2 separate regions of the Triticum aestivum genome follow, and region 2 is linked to region 1. Evidence: chromatin contacts called from public Hi-C data. All regions are on one chromosome and are shown on one strand. The core of a region is the stretch at or near the end of the contact, and the rest is flanking DNA. Distances in the headings are between cores, read along the strand shown. Region 1 holds the start of LOC123182154 (soluble inorganic pyrophosphatase). Region 2 holds the start of LOC123182160 (fructose-1,6-bisphosphatase, cytosolic).

What was found. Hi-C and Micro-C count contacts between places; a contact is called where the count stands out from the background.
Region 2: a Hi-C map of leaf shows a contact between it and region 1, with 6 times the contacts expected there. The contact joins the promoter of LOC123182160 here to the promoter of LOC123182154 in region 1. A contact is called at or near these places in 2 of 5 Hi-C or Micro-C datasets (both in leaf).

The regions. Positions count from the first base shown.
Region 1 is chr1D:370,066,864-370,072,547 of IWGSC CS RefSeq v2.1, reverse strand. It overlaps LOC123182154 (soluble inorganic pyrophosphatase), which reads right to left and starts at 3,800. Exons shown (of 7, transcript XM_044594627.1): 1 at 3,504-3,800; 2 at 3,286-3,380; 3 at 3,107-3,214; 4 at 2,893-2,958; 5 at 2,658-2,778; 6 at 2,478-2,559; 7 at 1,869-2,367. The coding sequence starts at 3,639. The coding sequence ends at 2,325. LOC123182155 (sm-like protein LSM3A) reads right to left here. Exons shown (of 3, transcript XM_044594628.1): 3 at 4,393-4,767. The coding sequence ends at 4,687.
Region 2 is chr1D:370,535,511-370,540,562 of IWGSC CS RefSeq v2.1, reverse strand. It overlaps LOC123182160 (fructose-1,6-bisphosphatase, cytosolic), which reads left to right and starts at 3,430. Exons shown (of 10, transcript XM_044594631.1): 1 at 3,430-3,636; 2 at 3,736-3,810; 3 at 3,898-4,026; 4 at 4,166-4,279; 5 at 4,370-4,456; 6 at 4,565-4,635; 7 at 4,718-4,783; 8 at 4,915-5,001. The coding sequence starts at 3,430.

The DNA.
Region 1 (5,684 bases), core at 2,551-5,050:
ATGTTAAGTCCCCTATCTAAAATTTCTCCCAAATCTCCCCTGACAAAATCATATTGTCTAGCTTTGTCCATAATAATGGCCAAAGCGTCAACGGCCAAGTCAAACAATAAAGTGAGGGTCTCGACTTCGAAAATAAACCTCACAACCCCTCCTACCTTTGGAAAATCGTAAACAAACAACTTCGCCCCCTCCGCGATATCTCCTTTGTCCTCACCAACAATGGCACATCCACTTTCTTCTGGCTGGACGCTTGGCTTCTTTCGACCCCACTAGCAGACACCTACCCACACCTCTTCTCCCACTCCACCTCACCCTCAGTACTGGTATCACATGTCATGCATAATGGTTTACTCGCTACTCTGCGGAACCGCCTAACCAATGTTGCTTCTGTAGAGCTTGCGTCTGTTTTGTCTCTGTTGCAGGATGTTGCCACCAACGACGCGCCCGACGACAGGTTCCTCAACCACGGATCCTCCTTCTCCTCGAGGTGCGCCTACTCGTTGCTCTCCTCCGACCACGAGTTCGATCTCAACGCAGGGTACATCTGGAGCTCCAAGGCACCTATCAAGGTCAAGATCTTCGGCTGGCTTCTCTGTCGTGACAGGTTGAGCACGATGGCGAACTTACACCGGAAGACCATCACATCTGACTCGGTCTGCCCGCGGTGCACACTCACCCATGAGGACGCCGCGCACGTCGCCATTCTTTGCCCATGCGCGATACAGGTCTGGGCCCTCTTGGGGTTGCAGCAACCTCACTCCATCAACCTTCTTTGGGATACTACAACACCGGTCGGCCTCGACATCAACATTTGGCCCACCATCGCCCTCGCCATTCTATGGAAACTGTGGGATTCCAGGAATGCTCGTGTCTTTCGCAATGAACAACACACACCCCTAGATACTCTTCGGAACATTATCTCGGATTTCACGCTTTGGGCCTTTAGGTTTAAGGACCCCGTCAGTAGGGAGGCTGCCGTGTCTTGGCGCCTATACCTATCCTCTCGTTGTAACCCGTAATGTAACTTGCCCCTTGGGCCTTTTGAGTAATATATACAGGTGGGGATCCTCCCCCCCCCCCCCCCGGTGATTGTTCAAAAAAAACAATAAAGTGAGGGGGCATCTCCATGCCTCAAGCCTTTATGAGTTGTAAAATAAGGACCAATATTATCATTTACCTTGACCCCTACATGACCTCCTCTCATGGTACACATGATCCGATCAAACCACTTATCAAGGGAAACCTTTACGTTCCTACATTTGATAGACAAAAGGACACATTTATCTTATCAATAATCTTTTCAAAATCAACATTAAACAAAAGGGCATTTTGTTTCTAGTGATGGATAGAATTTAAAGCTTCATGTAGAACAAGTGAACAACCACACCTTCCATGATATATCTTCCTTTCACAAATCCTGTGTTGAGTTTGTGAGATGACAGGGCTCACCACTTTGCTAAGTCTATTCATTGACACTTTACTAATTATTTTAAACTCACACTCAGTAAACAAATAGGTTTAAACTTCTGAATTTGTTTAGCATCCATTCTACAAGTACATGATGTTGCGGAAGATGACCTGGATGGCCACATGTCCTCTTAGGAAACTAAGCAGCGTTAGCATTGGTACGACTCCTAATGGAATGAGGAACACACAATGTCCGGAATTAAAAAGATGGGGTCAGCTTATTCAATTTTGAAGTTTGGAAATAATCAATCTGACAAGGGGTGAAAAAACACTTAGCTCATATATCAATGTGACAAATTGTTATATTATTGTTCGGTTAGTAAGAACGGAAGATGATACACGGGCCAAACCACAAGGTCTTCAATACAAATTTAAGGTAGGTAGTACTGCAGTATCTCAGATATCAATGTGTCAAATTGTTATATTATTGTTCCTTCAGTAAGAACTCAAGGTACACGAGCCAAACCACAAGGTCTAGAATACAAGTTTGAGATATGGCATTACCACAGTATCTCAGATATCAATGTGAAAATTGTTATATTATTGTCCGTTCAGTAAGAACTGAAGATAATACACGAGCCAAACCACAAGGTCTCGAATACAAACTTGAGATACATAGTACCACAGTGATGGGAAAATATGGCTAATACTCCCTCCGTAAACTAATATAAGAGCGTTTAGATAGCTAAAGTAGTGATCTAAACACTCTTATATTAGTTTACAGAGGGAGTACAATGCAAGAATGTAGAAATGCAGACTGGCTTGGTTGTTCATCAGATCCCAAATGTTCCGAGGGGATCTTCTTTGCTTCCCATCATAGTAGGAAGGGCAAAGGAAAAATAGTAATAGTACACACTCTACTGCCTTAGGCTGTGCATAATGTATTCCGCGTACAGATCCCTGAAAAAGAATCAAAGCAATTTTTGTCAACATAAATCGACGCCTTGGAGCCTCGAGGACTCTCCGTCTTTAATTACAGGATCATATCCCCCAAAATGATGAGAGCTTACATGGAGTGCTGGATGGCAGCACGAGCATCATCGGCGGGGAGGAAGTCGTTGACAGCCACCTCCTTGTTCTCATTCTTCTTGTCTGAAAGATTTGATCAGCCAAGAATCACACACTTGAAGCCTGAAGATGCATGAAAGGGTTGTGGAAATGCGAGATAAGGCAAGCAATGGTATGCGTACAATCTTCGAAGAAGCGGCGGATCTCCTGGAGGCGATGAGGAGAGAGCTCGCTGAGATGGTTGAGGTTGTGGTACTCGGGGTCGTCGGCGCAGACGGCTATGATCTTGTCATCCTTCTCACCCTGTTTAAGAAAAATAGCAGAGAGTATGATATAAATATAAGCTTGATGCCAAAATGGTGGCTGGAAAGTTGACTTGAACACTTGGACAGAGATGAAGGGATTGGTTTAGCGTGCCTGATCGATCATAGGCATGAGGCCGATGGCCCTGGCCCGGAGGAAGGTGCCGGGGAGGACGGGTTCCTGGTTTGAAATGAAATGAAATAATTAATTAACACGCGGCTGTCAGAAAAAGAACGGTGGGTAATGCAGACGGTGATGCCTTGACAGGATTGTTAATTTGCACTTGTCATAACCGGAGCATGATTGGAGTGTTGGTCGATTCACTCACCTGCATGAGGACGAGGACATCGATGGGGTCGTTGTCCTCGCAGAGGGTGCGTGGGACGAAGCCGTAGTTGTGAGGGTACACCACGGACGAGTACAGGATCCGGTCAACCTGGCAGAGATGATGATCTCAGAACACATTCATGCGTGCCGATGCAAATTAACAGGGCAAAAGTTTCAGACCTTGATCATCCCGGTCTTCTTGTCGAGCTCGTACTTGACCTTGCTCCCCTTGGTGATCTCCACCACCACGTTGAACACCGCCGGAGCGCCGGGGCCTGCAGCGGGCAATTCGCGCAAGGGATCAATCAATCAGCACATGCGTTCCGCGTGAGCAACCAACCAACCAACAGCTCCGGCCAGACGGACGGATCTGAAACGAAATGGAGAAAGGGGCTCACCGATCTCGAGGTCGTGCCACGGGTGGGCGGCGACGGACCTCCGGGAGAGGGAGGAGAGGATCCGCTCGTTGAGCCGCGGCGTCTGCCTCTTGGGCTCCGCCGCCGCCTTCTCGCCGGCGGCCTTGTCCTGGCTCATCTTCGATCGAAGGAGGTCGCCGCTTAATCTGCTGCGTGCGCTGGATCGTTGCGCGGCTCCGAGGACGGGATGGCCGAAACGTCCGCGGCCCGGCGTGCATATATAGGGGAGAGAAGAGCAGTTGGCAGGGGGCGGGGGGACGAGCGGTGAACGCGTCGTCGTCGGATGTATGCGGTGCCGTGCCGGTGCGAAGCTTCGGCCCCGCATCCAGACCGATCACACCAACACGTGCACCGTCAACAAAAAACATAATAACAGTATAAACAAACTCGGCAACTGGCTGGGCAGAACCCCTGCACATGCGCAACGTGCATGGATCGATCAAAGCATCCAGTCACTCACGACGCACTATGCGCCCTCGTTCATACCTTAAATAAAGTACATAAAAGCTGCCACTGGCACGATGCTGCGGTCAAATTTAAATTATTTTTCCTCGTGATGGGGGCACACGCCACCATGTTCATCGACGTGCCGTGATCATCGTGTCAACTTTGTGGGGTTTCGCCCGGCTGGACGGAGTGACCCACCCACCACCACAGGTTAGTTTCGCGACGAATAGATTTATTTCATTTCACATCGAAGCACAAATCAGCTCGCCGTGAACTGACTGTGGACTGTTTCCTCAAAAAAAAAATCTGACTGTGGACTGTGAACGCGCAGTGAATGTTTATACTCCCCGCTCGCCCCTCCCCGTCCGTGGCCCGGAGTACGTACTGTACTGGATTCCAGTCAAAAGGTGTTGGGAGAGGATGATTAACTGAAGCTTCCCTCCACTGTGGTGATATGGTCTAATGGACGAACAGGTGCCGGATTCAGATGGATCTACATAACACAAGTCGAGTTCTGTGTTTGTTTGTTCTTTGTATCAGGATACATGGGTGATTAACTCAAGCTACGCGGTGTCTCGCGAGCCAGCAATGCTCCAGGAATCATGTATAAGCTGATGCAAGTCATCCGGATAGCCCTGCTGCCAATGCCCATTGAATGGTAGTTGTTCCGCCCTGACTTCAGACGGTCTCCAAGGGCGGCGAAACCAGTATCACGCCATCAGACGGTCCGCAAGGGCGGCGAAACCAGTATCACGCCATCTCCTCGGACAAAAAGGTAGGGGATGGTGCGCTTGCTAGTCTGGAATCAATGGAATAGCAAACACATCAGTAAGACTATCGCCTATCCGCAGCCAGATTGTAAATCTATTGCAAATCAGAGCTAGAAGTATCTGACAGCATTTTGTGTTGTTGTATCGACTTACCCCAAGCTATGGAAACTGTGACCACACAGATTTGTATAAGTAAACAAAATGAAGAAAACAAGTAACCAGGTTTAACAGCAAAAAATGTACGAGTAGTAAAATAAGATGAATTATCGTGTATACTCCCTCCATTTCTTTTTAGTCTGCATATAAAATTTGTCTGAAGTCAAACTTCGTAAAGTTTGAACAACTTTATAGCAAAAAAATGTCAACATTCACAACACAAAATCAATAGCATTAGATGTATCATGAAATTGATTTTCATACCATATCACTCAATATTGTAAATGTTGAATTTTTTTAATACAAATTTGGTCAAACTTTGTGTAGTTTGACTTCAAACAAATCTTATATGCGGAGTAAACACAAACGGGGGGAGTACATTGTAAAGTGACCAATAGACCATAGTGACATGACCCACATGGTACATCTAGTAATATGTCAAAGAATGTTTCACTAAATAAGTTCAAAAACCCTGGCTACCTACAATAACTGTAAGCAAAAAAAATGGTGCTATGCTTAGTATGCAATATAACACAAATGTTACCAGCAGAATACAAGCAGTTAAGGCGGCTCATTTATAAACACAAAGCATTTTACACGTTACTATGCAACTGAGACTGGGTTATCGTTAAGCAGCATCATGGTAATAGTGCACCTCCCAAATTACATGTGAGTAAGGAACTGAGGATAGTATGAACCATGGCTTCATGTTAAGCAGTATCATGGTAATCGTGCTAAACTCTCACTCCAGAGAGGCTCTACACATCTTTAGCACAAACTAGATAAACAT
Region 2 (5,052 bases), core at 2,181-4,680, 470 kb before region 1:
CACTTACTTTCATTGGCTAGCTGCCTACACATTTCCTCTTTGGCGTTGGCTCCAACAGTTTTGACTGCGAGTCGCTTTAGTTATCTCAAATCTTTGGCAGGCCTGTCATCTTTGGACAAGAATAATAAGTAGAATCTTTTTCACGGCTCGATAGAGAATTCGATGGTGGACCTTGTTAACAATGTTCATGCACTTGCTGAAGACCATTTATATAGGAGGGTTCTTGTTGGCACATCAAAAGGGTCCACTGGCTTTTGCAGTAGTTTGTCACATTATTTAGGATTTTTATGTGTTTCAAACATTTAAAATATGCATATGTTCTAGTAAAGGAAATTAGATAGATCATAAACAAGGAGAAATTTTCCGAGTACAAAAACTATGTATTAAGTGGTATGAAGAATCATGTGTATATAAGTACAAGAAAGACCGAAAGAGGCCACATGACATTGTCTCTCCTATACCTGTGTGTTCAGTTCTGAAAAGAAAGGAATCATGTGCATCCAAACAGGTCGTGATTGGCAACTAGAGTCATTTGATATGTTTTTTTAGAAAAGGGGGACATCCCCGGTCTCTGCATCAGAATGATGCATACGGTCACCTTTATTAGCAAGCAAATAGGTCCAACAAAAGTCTTAAAGTCTCGAACAAAAGCTGCTCACAAAGAGCTAAGGAACAAAAAAGAAAGCCACAACCGGCTGACAAAAGATAGATAGGAAAACTAATTGCCTATCCTATTACATGACCGCCTTGCCTGCTGCTACATCCTCACCGCCCTAACTGGAGCGTTCAGTCTACAATCGTTGTCGTCGGTGTGTGGCGCCTCGCCTGCTGCTACATCCTCACCGCAGCCTGCCTGACACCTATTCCTATGGTTAATGGATACCGGTGCTCTGCTACATGTCCGCCGCCGCTGCCCCGTCGCAGTAGCACCCAGTTGGAAGGCGGAATGATTCGTTCATGATTTGTGTGAGACGAACTGGCTTTATCCTAGTAAACGGGCCTATTAATGATCAGTGGCGAGATAGTGGATGAAAGGAATATGGGCAGGCCCTCGTTTCGTATGCCACCTACATTTGCTGCGTGCCGCACAACGTGATAACGCACAGCATGTGTGTGTGACACAATGTGGTAAAAGAAGTTGAGGTGACGTGTGTGTGACACAACTTGGTAGAAGAAGTTGAGGTGACGTGGCTAAAGAAGGCAGAGAACCCATGTCAACCTGTGGTGGGTGCCTCTTGTAATTCGGGGGCTGCTGATGTGGATAGCTTGCATGTTAATATAAATAAAGTAGTGGGGTGAATCTCTTAGGTATATAGGATAAGCATAACACCAGCTTCATGTTTCTCGCCTTTGCCAAGTCATGCTCCATAAAGATGATTGTATCATCTACGTACTGTAGGACAGAAACACCTCCATCAACTAGATGAGGTACCAAACTACCTACTTGGCTAGCATCCTTAGCCCTCCCTATTAGAATCGTCAACATGTCAACTACAATGTTGAATAGAATAGGTGACATTGGATCTCCTTGTCTCAAGCCCTTATGTGTTTGAAAATAGCGACCTATATCATCATTCACTTTAATTTCAACACTTCTTTTTTGCGTGAAAGATTCTACCTGTTGTCGCCAGGCTTGATCAAAACCTTTCATCCTCAACGCTTGTTGGAGGAATGGCCATTTGACTTTGTCGTACGCTTTTTTGAAATCTACTTTGAAAACTACCCTATTTAGTTTTTTCGTATGGATTTCATGGAGCGTTTCATGCAGGACCACCACCCCTTCAAGGATGTTTCTATCCGGCATGAAAGCAGTTCGGGACGGCTGCACCACAGAATGTGCAATCTGCGTGAGCCTATTTGTCCCAACCTTGGTGAAGATTTTGAAACTTGCATTCAGAAGACAGATGAGCCTGAACTGCTCAATTCGTACAGCCTCTGTTTTCTTAGGAAGCAAAGTGATGGTTCCAAAATTCAGATGAAACAAGTGAAGCTGTCCAGCGAATAAATCCTGGAACATCGGAAGCAAATCCCCTTTGATAATATGCCAGCACCTTTTATAAAACTCCGCCGGAAATCCATCCGGCCCCGGAGCTTTATTATTCTTCATCTGAGAAATAGCTTCAAACACCTCTTTCTCCGAGAACGGGGCAGATAAAATATCATTCTCATCTGAAACAAGCTGAGGGACATCCTCATTCCGCGACTCATCTAGAGTTACGAAATTATCCTCCGGAGGCCCAAAAAGCTGTTTATAATAATCAGTGATGTACAATTTTAAGTTCTCCTGTCCTACAATCGTCCCTTCATCTTCCTCAAGCTGAAAGATCCTTTTATTTCTATGCTTGCCATTGGCGATCATATGAAAGAATTGAGTGTTGGCGTCCCCCTGGACCACTTTACGAACCTTCGCCCGCAATGCCCACTTCAATTCTTCTTCTCGCAGGAGCTCTTTTAATCGCATCTCCGCATCTAATTTAACATGAAGTTCCGTTGAATCTAGGATCATGGACTCGGCTTTTACATCCAAGGCCTGAATAGCAAGCAATTCCAACAGTCGGCCAAACAGCAACATTGGAACCGTGGCAATTTCAAAATTTCAACCCCGGAGATGAACTGGAATTTGGCACTTGAGTTCTGCAGACCAATTCAATTCCTGCAACCAAGCGGAGGGCCTCAGATTTTCTGCAAACATTTGTTGCTGAAAGTTGATCATGATATGGTTGATGATGGCCACTCCTACATAGCACGCCATAGCAGCTGTTGCATCATGTACGGTTGAGGCTGACGGGCGATGGCTACAGGTCCTGAGTACCTAGGAAACAGCCCATGACATCAGCTCAAGCGCTGCTTCTTGTTGCCCCAAGGCGAAGCCTATCTATCCGTTCGTTGTCTACTTTAATGCCACTTCTTTGTGAAGCTTCATTAGTCAACCGAATGCAACGTGCTTGACAGGGATGCTCGGGCCTTTTTCTTCTTCTTCTTTATCACTGTACGTGTAAACACATGAGGATCACAGGATCAGGTCGAGTCGAACATAGGATAGGAGTAGTACGAACGGCGTCCGGGAGGAAATTATATTAGTATCACCGGAGTAGTGTCCTGGTCAAATGGGCACAAGCGCTTCCAGTAAGTAATCCAGTTGCTCCTCCCCTTCTTTCCCGGACACGTCTGGCCGCGCTGCCGTGCCGAGCATATCCACGCTACGCTACACCGACGTGGAAGCCCCCACCGCACCTCATCCGGCACGCCTCCCACCGGCTTCGGCCTATATCAATCTCCGGGCCGCGCACCGGATGCCGCCTCCCATTTCCCCCTCCCATCTCTAACAACCATCCGCGGGCGGTGCAATCTGTTTGTATCCGTCGCTCGCTCCCGACGACCGAGAAGAGCTAGCGCCGTTGCTCGGCGGAGGCCAGGCGAGAAGAGGAGATGGACCACGCGGCGGAGGCGCAGCGGACGGACCTGATGACGATCACGCGGCACGCGCTGAACGAGCAGGGGCGGCACCCGGAGTCCCGGGGCGACTTCACCATCCTCCTCTCCCACATCGTCCTCGGCTGCAAGTTCGTCGCCTCCGCCGTCAACAAGGCCGGCCTCGCCAAGCTCATCGGCCTCGCCGGCGAGACCAACGTCCAGGCAAGCGATCCAGCACACATGATCCAAGTCCTCTAGCCGAGTCCCTTTCTCGCCTAGCTTGTTTATTAATGTCTGCGCGCGCGGTTGACCGGAGGGCAGGGGGAGGAGCAGAAGAAGCTGGACGTGCTCTCCAACGAGGTCTTTGTCAAGGCGCTCGTCAGCAGCGGCCGCACCGTAATGCACTCTTCTCACTCTCCTACACATGGGCAAAGTAAACTACAATCCTGAGCCAAGGATCTGACTTTGCCGTGCTGCGTGCAGTGTGTGCTCGTGTCTGAAGAGAACGAGGCGGCCATCTTCGTGGACGCGCCCCTCCGCGGAAAGTACTGCGTGTGCTTCGACCCGTTGGACGGCTCCTCCAACATCGACTGCGGCGTCTCCATCGGCACGGTATGCGCTCCTCTTACTCTGCTACTCCGAGCAGAGCTGCTACCTGTTGACTGGTTCAGCACATCGTTCAAAAAACGAAGGTACTATGTCGACCGGTTAGTTACTGTTATCTGATCGGCGTTTTCATTCTGCTCTGTAGATCTTTGGAATCTACATGATCAAAGACAAGGACAACGCGACTCTGGAGGACGTGCTGCAACCCGGGACCCACATGATCGCCGCTGGCTACTGCATGTACGGGAGCTCATGCACGGTAATTATGTTCCCTGATGATGTATTTTCACTCCCATTACTTCACCCCACCTCTTCATCCTAGATTCAACGTTGTTCTGGTTTACCGCAGCTTGTGTTGAGCACTGGGAACGGTGTAAATGGCTTCACTCTTGATCCTTCCCTGGGAGAGTTCATACTTACCCATCCCAACATAAAGGTTTGTGATACAGCTTACAGCAACACAGTCCTTTCTACAATTTATTCACTGATGTGCAACAAAAGGTTAGCCTATTTTTTATCATATATGTGCTTCCTGGTTGTGCAGATACCAAACAAAGGGAAGATCTACTCGGTGAACGAAGGAAATGCCAGAAACTGGGACGCGCCTACAGCGAAGTACGCAGTACATCTCATTTCAAGTTCACAAACATCAGTGTCTCTTAACAAGTTAAGCTGACTTCTCCAGCCAACATTGCAGGTACGTAGAGAGATGCAAGTTTCCCCAAGACGGCTCATCACCAAAATCCTTGAGATATATTGGAAGGTCAGTGTCAGTCTTTCAGCTGTTTGTCTGACAGCAAACTGAAACCCTTCCACATCTAATTCAGTCTGATTGCTCCTGTTTTACTGAACTTGATAGTTTTGCTATGTTGTTCTGCTCCTTCTGAATTTTAGTATGGTTGCTGATGTTCATCGCACCCTGCTCTACGGAGGCATATTTCTGTACCCCGCCGACAAGAAGAGCCCCAACGGGAAGCTTCGGTACGCTGATGCTTAGCAGCCTTCTTCCTTCGTGGTATCCCCAGCTGATTA